2 separate regions of the Sus scrofa genome follow, and region 1 is linked to region 2. The links are chromatin contacts, called in public HiChIP or PLAC-seq maps. All regions are on one chromosome and are shown on one strand. The core of a region is the stretch at or near the end of the contact, and the rest is flanking DNA. Distances in the headings are between cores, read along the strand shown. Region 1 has its middle 120 kb from the start of LITAF. Region 2 overlaps TXNDC11 (thioredoxin domain-containing protein 11).

Region 1 (4,464 bases), core at 1,145-3,644, 180 kb before region 2:
CTCTAGGCATCATGGACCAGCCCCTCCTCCTATGCACCTGCTTCCCCCAATAATTGTGCTTTTTTGTTTATTTGGTTGGTTGGGTTTTTGGCCACGCCCACAGCCTGCAGAAGTTCCTGGGCCAGGACGCAAACCTGCGCCACTCACTGCAGCAACCCGAGCCCCGGCAATGAAAATGCCGGATCCTTCATCCACTGAGCCACATGGGAACTCTTAAGTATGCTTATTTATAAACTGCTTTATTGAGCTATATCAGCTAATTCTCCTGCTGGAAGTACCTCATTCGATTGTTTTTAGTATATGCATAGATTTGCGAGACCCATGCCAAAACCCATTTTTAGAACATTTTCATCACGTATAAGATAATCCCATCATTCCTCATTCCTGTCACCCTGGTCCCTGGTCACTACTGACCTGCTTCCTGTCTACATGGATTTGCTTCTTTGGGGCAGTTCATAGAAATGGAATCAGTCCATATGTGGCCTGTTGCGCCTGGCTTCTCTCACTGAGGGTTTTCAGGGTTCAGCCACGCTGTAGCCTGTGTTGGCGCTTCATTCTGTTTTACCGCTGAACTCCGTTCCATCACATGGATAAGCCCCATTAGTGTTTGTTCACTCGTCTCTCGGTTGACAGTTTAATGTAACTTTCTTCAAGTTCAATTGAGATACTCTCGACGGGTTGACCCATCATGTTTTACAGAAATAATCCATTATGCTCTTAGACTCGACTCATTTTCTTTTATAATTTGACACTAATAATTCCACCTTCCGCTCCTCCAGCTCCATCAAACATTTTCACTGGCTGAGCGCAGGAACCCTCAACACAGACGGCTGAAGACACACGAGTCCCTTCAGCTCACAGCTTGCCTGGGAGCCCGCGCTGTATGCTGGGGTGTCTGCTACAGGCTGTGTCAAACAGCAGAAAACTACCTTCAACAGGGCTTGGCCTGGAGGAGCTAAAATTCTTGAAGGGAAATGAGATGCAGGAGATGCTACAGGAACCAAAGAGAGCTCTGATGCCCAGAAAGGAGCAGCTATTGTGCCTGTGATCCCTGGGAGGAATGTAGGCCGAAGAGAGTTCCCTGGGGATTTCAAAGAAGAGCTAGCAACGGTGTTAGAAAACTGGATACCTGCAACTCGGAGATACGTCCTGGAGACCTAGTTCGCAGTATGATGATTACAGACAATGAAACTGTACAGTAAACATTGAACTTGCTAACAGACTAGATCTGAATTGTTCCCAACACTAGAAGAAATGATAATTAGGGCATCCAGGAGAGGTGCTAGCTAAGGCTACTATGGCAACCGTATTGCAGTATAAATATAGCAAACCTCTCTGCCACCCGCCCCCACAAGGAACAACCTGCAAGTTTGAACCAGCATTATCCCATTATACAGATGAGGAAGGAGAGACACAGAGAGGTGAAGTCACTTGCCCAAAGTCACACAGCTTGTGAAGTTTTGGGTTTTTGTTTTTTTTTTTGTCTTTTGAGGGCTGCACCCATAGCATATGGAGGTTCCCAGGCTAGGGGTCGAAGCGGAGCTGCAGCTTCCAGCCTACAGCACAGCCACAGCAACTGGGAATCCGAGCTATGTCTGTGACCTATACCACAGCTCACGGCACCGTGGGACCCTAAACCCACTGAGCAACGTCAGGGATCAAACACACATCCTCAAGGATACTAGTCGGGTTCATTACTGCTGAGCCACAACAGGAACCCCTTGTGAGGCTTTTTAACCCAGTCTGGCTCCAGGGTCCCTCCTCTTTTAACGTGGGCAGCTCTGCTCAATGCTCATCACTTCCCCGATCTGGGCAGACTCTAGTCTCTGCCCTGAGGTCTAGATTCCACCCCCTTTCACAGTCAGGGTTCTGAAAGAAAACTACCATCTTCCATGTGGGGCTTCCCAGTCCACACAGCGACATTACATTCTACAGCTGGAAAATCAGAACCACCAGGGCAGGGTGCTCCCTGAAGCCCTTCAGCCAGGTTTGCCATCACCCAGACTATTGAGGGGTTGATCCAGGTAGGGCCCCCAGCATCTCTGGCCTCGCTTGCGCGTGCCTATCATCCTGGACAAATATCTGACACACTGGGTGGATGGACCACCAGGACTCAAGGATGAGTCCCAGTCAGATACTCCTAGGCGAGTCTTCCCAGCTCTTCCTCCTCCCATGAAAACTAAGTCCTGCTTGCTCCTGGAAATAATGCAGAGGAGTACGTTTGCCAGTGGCCAGAGACTGAGCTTCCAGTTCTGAATGAAGGCAGAGGTACCAAAGTCAGCGTTAACAAAAATAAGAAGTCTTTTTGAACCATCGAAAGACAGCAGGATATTGTAGAGCTGGGGCAAGAGGTAGCCCGTGGTAGAGAACTGGACAGTAGGGGGCGCAGTGAGCTCTTCTTACATGGGCAGAGGATTTTTACAAAAGATTTTGTCCGTTATGAACCACTATAGCCATATATATATTGTCTTTTTGCCTTTTCTAGGGCCACTCCCATGGCACATGGAGGTTCCCAGGCTAGGGGTTGAATCGGAGCTGTAGTCACCCGCCTACACCAGAGCCACAGCAACACGGGATCCGAGCCTCGGCTGCAACCTACACCACAGCACACGGCAACACCGGATCCTTAACCCCCTGAGCAAGGGCAGGGATCAAACCCACAACCTCATGGTTCCTAGTCGGATTCGTTAACCACTGCGCCACGACGGGAACTGTTTTAGGGTCACAGCAAAAGTGACAAGAAGGTATACGAGATTTCCCAAATACTCCCCGACCTCATGCATGCATAGCCTCCCGCATCATCAACTTCCCCCATTAGAATGGTACCTTTGTGGGGTGTTTTTTGTTTTTGGGGGTTTTTTGGGTCTTTTTCAGAGCCACACCAGCGGCATATGGAGGTTCCCAGGCTAGGGGTCGAATCAGAGCTGTAGCCGCCAGCCCACGCCAGATCCTCAGCAACTTGGGACCCGAGCCGAGGCTGCAACCCACACCACAGCTCATGGCAATGCCGGATCCTCAGCACACTGAGCAAGGCCAGGCATCGAACCCGTGACCTCGAGGTTCCTAGACAGATTCGTTAACCACTGAGCCACCACAGGAACTCCAGAATGGTACCTTGGTTACCATTGAAGAACCTGCATTGACACATCATTATCACCCAAAGTCCATAATTTACCTTAAGACTCACACTTGGTATTGTAAATTCGATGAATTTAGACATACACATAAGGGCATATATCCACCATTATGTTATCGTACAGATTATTTTCACTGCCCTAAAAATCCTGTCATTTGCAGCTTCATCCCTCCCTCTCCCAGTCTCTGGCAACCTCTGATCTTTTTACTGTCTCCATAGTTTTGCTTTGTCCAGAATGCCATATAATTGGAATCACACAGTACATGGTCTTCACATAACTGGCTTCTTTCATGGAGCAAGATGCAATAAGTTTCTTCCATGTCAGAAAACATTGGCAAATGATGAAACAAACAAGGGCTTAATCTCCAAAATACGCAAACGACTCCTACAACTCAACAGCAAAAAAAAAACAAACAACCCAATTGAAAAATGGGCAGAAGACCTAAGGGGACATTTCTCCAAAGAAGGCATATGGACCCTCCAGGCACATGGAAGAATGCTCAATATCACTAATCATTAGAGAAACTCAAATCAAAACTAAGAGGTACCGCCTCATACTGGTCAGAATGGCCATCATGAGTAAGTCTACAAATAAATGCTAGAGAGGGTGTAGAGAAAAGGGAACCCTCCTACACTGGTGATGGGAATGTAAATTGGTATGACCTTTACAGAAGACAATGCGGAGCTGCCTCAGAAAACTAAATATAGAACTATCATATGATCCTGCAATCCCACTCCTGCACATATATCCAGACAAAACTTTCATTCAAAAATACATGCACCCCTATGTTCATTGCAGCACTATTCACAATAGCCGAGACATGGAAACGACCTAAATGTCCATCAGCAGATGAATGGATTAAGAAGACGTATAGGGAGTGCCGTCCGTGGCTCAGTGGTAACGAACCTCATCAGTATCCATGAGGACATGGGTTTGATCCCTGGCCTCACTCAGTGGCTTAAGGATCTGGCTTCGCTCTGTTGTAGGTCGCAGACGTGGCTTGGGTCTGGCATAACTGTAGCTGCGGCGCAGGCTAGCAGCTGCAGCTCTGATGTGATCCCTCTCCTGGGAACTTCCATATGCCGTGGCTGCAGCCCTAAAAAAAAAAAGAAAAAGATGTGGTGCATATACACAATGAAATACTACTCAGCCATTAAAAGGTTTATCTTGGCTCCATTGTGTTGCTTTTGCAGCTTCACCAAAGATTAGTTTACTGTATTTATGTGGGTCTATTTCTGGGCTCTCTATTCTGTTCCATCGATCTATTTTTTTTTTTTAAGGGACACGTGATTTCTCTTTAGATAGTTGATCTGATAAATTGCATTAA
Region 2 (3,936 bases), core at 1,200-3,699:
CACTATCAGGCCCATGAGGTTTTGTCTGCTTGAGGAACAAACAGCCTTCTCTGCTCCATTGCATTTCTTTTTGCACTTTTTGCAGATTGACCCCTGCAATAAGTCAACTATCTTGTACAAGGTTGGGGTTCTTTTCCATCACTAGAAGAATGCTCCACCCCAGCTCCCCACACCCCCACAGGCGGAACTTCCCTTGTCCTTCCCGTGCCTTCCACACACCACTGTCACCATTTATCTTGTGGCCGCCACCAAGGACACACGGGGAATGCAAAGAGATGAAATCCCATCTGGTTTCCATTCGGACTCATCTGGCTCACTTGTGATCTTTCAGGTTTGCACCAAGGTTTTTTGGTTTTGGCCTTTTGCATAATGTTTTAATATCAGACTACTTTATTTCGCTTTTAATCACTGTCTTAAATTCCACTTTTAACAGTAAAACCTCGGTTCAGTATTAAGGTAAAGCACATACATTCTAAGGTGAGACCTCAGTGGGACAAGATATTACAATCCTCAAACATTCCAGAAAGAATAATAAATAGTTTCTTTTGTTAGCAAAAGAGAACACTTTTTTTTTTCTTTTTAACTGAAGTATAGTTGATTTACCGTACTATTTTAGTTTCAGGTGTACAACAAAGTAATTCAGAATTCAGTTATATACATATTTTTTTCAGATTTTCCATTAATAGATTTTTTTAAATTGTGTTTTAAAATTAATAATGAAGGGTCTTGCCAGAAGCAAAGCCACACAATTCACACTCCCCAACTAAGAGCTACCAGGAGCACACTCTGAAGCATTAACTCAAGGATATGCCTGCAGGAAACTCGGTATCTTAGAAAATAATTGCTTTTTTTTGGATAATGAGGCCCAGGTCCCGAGCTGCACCATCTGATGTGGTAGCCACTGACCATATGTGAACACTTGAAATATGAACAATTGAGGGACTAAATTTTTAACTTTGATTTTAATTAATGTAAAAGTGATAACTCAGTTACTGGAAAACATTTAAGCATGTTTAAAACAACTTGGGTTTGTAACCTGAAAGTAATATAATACTGTAAGTCAATTATAGTACCATTAAAACAACATAAAACAATATTTGGTAGGTAAATCACTTTTTTCAACTGAAAATTTTATGAACTCTAAATACAAATCAAGTATTTCCAGTGAAAGTTCAGCATCTGAATTGAGATATGCTGTGAGGTATAAAAGATTTGGTTCAATAAAAAATGTAAAATATCTCAAATTAGGCGTTCCCATTGAGGCTCAGCAGTAATGAACCCAACTAGTATCCAGGAGGCCACAGGTCGATCCCTGGCTCAGCTCAGTGGGTTATGGATCTGACATTGCCGTGGACTGCGTTTAAGTCGCAGACATGGCTCAGATCTGGTGTTGCTGTGGCTGTGGTGTAGGCCAGGGGCTACAGCTCCAATTGGACCCCTAGCCTGGGAACCTCCATAGGCCGTGGGTGTGACCCTAAAAAAAAAGGAAAAAAAAAATCTCAAATTCTCCTACTACTTCTTAAATTTTAATGCAGCCACCAGAAAATTTTAAAATACCTACATGGTTCCTGTGATAGTTCTACTGCACTGTGGCACTGAGGAAAAAACAAGATTTATGTAACTCAGGAAGATTAGGCTAAAATAGTGAGTCTTAATACTGGACAAGTTATCTGGGAAGGATACAGAAGATGACATTTCTTCAGTTTTTTTCGTGAAAGTCCCCCAATAGCAGCGCGTGATTACTTTTAGGACTGTGTCCCACCCTCTCCTCGTGACTCTAGGGCTAAACTGCTGAGCTTCTGCAATCAATTCTCTCGGAGGCCTAAAGAGCACGGGGTGTTCCACAATAAGGTACCTGAGGCGACCCAAAGAACAAGCAGAAATGCCAGAGCCGAACAACGTGGACACTTCTACATCGGGACTGGCCATCTGCTCTCTGGGCGGCTTCTGTGTGAGCTCATCTCTCAGGGACCACAGAACACAACGGAGCATCAGGTCAGGAAAAACACTGATAAATCTGGAGTTCCCGTCGTGGCTCAGTGGTTAACGAATCCGACTAGGAACCATGAGGTTGTGGGTTCGATCCCTGGCCTGGCTCAGTGGGTTGAGGATCCGGTATTGCCATGAGCCGGGGGGTAGTTCGCAGACGTGGTTCAGATCCCATGTTGCTGTGGGTGTGATGTAGGCCAGTGGCTACAGCTCCAATCAGACCCCTAGCCTGGGAATCTCCATATGCGGCCTTAGAAAAAGACAAAAAAAAAAAAAAAAGAAAAGAAAAAGAAAAATACTGACAGAGATAACTGCTAACAAATATATCATGATACACTTCAAAACTAAATACCACTGGACTAAATCACATGGCTTTTTAATCAGCATAGCTAACAAGGTATTTACCCCCTGGGAAAGTTTCTCTCACTTCCTTACTCTGTCTGGGCAGTAGTGACATTCCAAAAGGCAAACCTGGGAGTTCCCTTCATGACTCAGCGGAAACGCATCTGACTAGCATCCATGAGGACACAGGTTCGATCCCTGGCCTCACGCCCAGTGGGTTAAGGATCCTGAGTTGCTGTGGCTGTGGTATAGGCCAGCAGCTACAGCTCCGATTTGACTCCTAACCTGGGAACTTCCATAGGCCACTGGTGCAGCCCTAAAAAGCAAAAAACAAAACAAAACAAAACAAACCCCAAAGGCAAACCTGTACCTTGGTACCTTCCATCCTAGAAACAAGTCTCATTTTGCTCTATACTCTGTCATTTTTATTAACTTCTGCTTTCCCAGTCTTCTTCCCAAGGTTTTAGACAAGGAAGAAAAAAGAAAAAGGTAGGATTATATACACAGGGATAACAATAGCCCCTCCAGAGCTCCTCGGCACTGACAGTGATTCACAGTCATTCACTGGATGATGACGTCACACATTTCCAGTGCTGAATGCATTCATCAAAAGGAAAAACTCTTCCAAGAAATGCAATAGATTACAGAAATGTTTATTTTCAAAGTATGAACTGTAGCTGTTGCTTACATTTTTTCCCGGAATGTGACTCTGAGATTTGTGTATTTTCAAAATTCCTAATATAAAGCACAAAGCAATTATCTAGGAAAACATCTGGCATTTGGGCACCAAAGATACAATATGCAAATGCTGGTACTTGCCAAAACACTGTGAAACTCTAAATAAACATGGAACTATCCTTAGCCATGATTTTTTTTTTTTTTTTCTTTTTCGTGAGTTAGGGAGGAAGGGAAAAAAAAATGTAGTTCCAAATACATTATTCTAGGGGAATATAAACTACAGAGCTAAATATGCACTGTCCTATATACTAACATGACAGTAAACTAAACACCCTCACACCAGTGGTCTCATTTAAACCAAAGCCTAATATGAAAACGATCAACTCAATACTTCTCTTGCGTGTATTTCAATTTAAATTTCTTTTCTTCTTTTTTTTAACAGCCTCAGGGAAGGAAAGACTTTACAAAAGAAACCTATCTGCTTAGAAGGCCTTCCTCCATCCCCTTTTATGCTGTTCTCAGGGCCTAGCATACGTGTCACATGTTCTTTCTCTCTTTTTTTTTTAAACAACCCTTCACAAATACAAAAACAATTCTTAGCTCCCAGGCCTAAAAAACAGGCCAAGGGCCAACACATTTTCAAGCTGAAGCTTCCTTTGGAGGCAACCAGAGCAAAGCTCCCTCACTTTGCAGAGGGGAAACCTGAAGGCCAGTGAGAAGAGGTGACTGGGTGAGCTTTGACCACACAGGACACCTGCCACTAACGGGACTGATTAGGAGAGTCGGTCCCTGCCGACTTCTTGTTAGGAAGACACCACAAACTCTAAGGGAAGCTTAGAAAACAATGGTAGCTGCTAAGTACACAGGCAACTAGTGTAACAGGAGTTCCAAGAAGGGAGCCTGACAGTGGAAATCTCCATCCCATGT

Evidence for each region. HiChIP or PLAC-seq counts read pairs in DNA pulled down with a chosen protein or histone mark.
Region 1: an H3K27ac HiChIP or PLAC-seq map of alveolar macrophages shows a contact between it and region 2. The contact joins two enhancer-like sites. A contact is called at or near these places in 6 of 47 Hi-C or Micro-C datasets (brain, fetal skeletal muscle, heart right ventricle and 3 more) and 1 of 2 datasets of contacts at active chromatin or transcription factors (alveolar macrophages).

Annotation. Positions count from the first base shown.
Region 1 is chr3:31,599,976-31,604,439 of Sscrofa11.1, reverse strand. No RefSeq gene overlaps it. Among named protein-coding and RNA genes, the nearest start is that of LITAF, 120 kb to the right of the region's middle. Within about 2 kb of position 2,394, at least 7 of the 83 cell types and tissues checked have an H3K27ac peak or open chromatin away from gene starts, as enhancers often do. A contact at or near this core is called in alveolar macrophages, where this site is marked.
Region 2 is chr3:31,417,049-31,420,984 of Sscrofa11.1, reverse strand. The region is part of intron 5 of TXNDC11 (thioredoxin domain-containing protein 11); the gene reads right to left. Among named protein-coding and RNA genes, the nearest start is that of SNN, 36 kb to the left of the region's middle. Within about 2 kb of position 2,449, at least 9 of the 83 cell types and tissues checked have an H3K27ac peak or open chromatin away from gene starts, as enhancers often do. A contact at or near this core is called in alveolar macrophages, where this site is marked.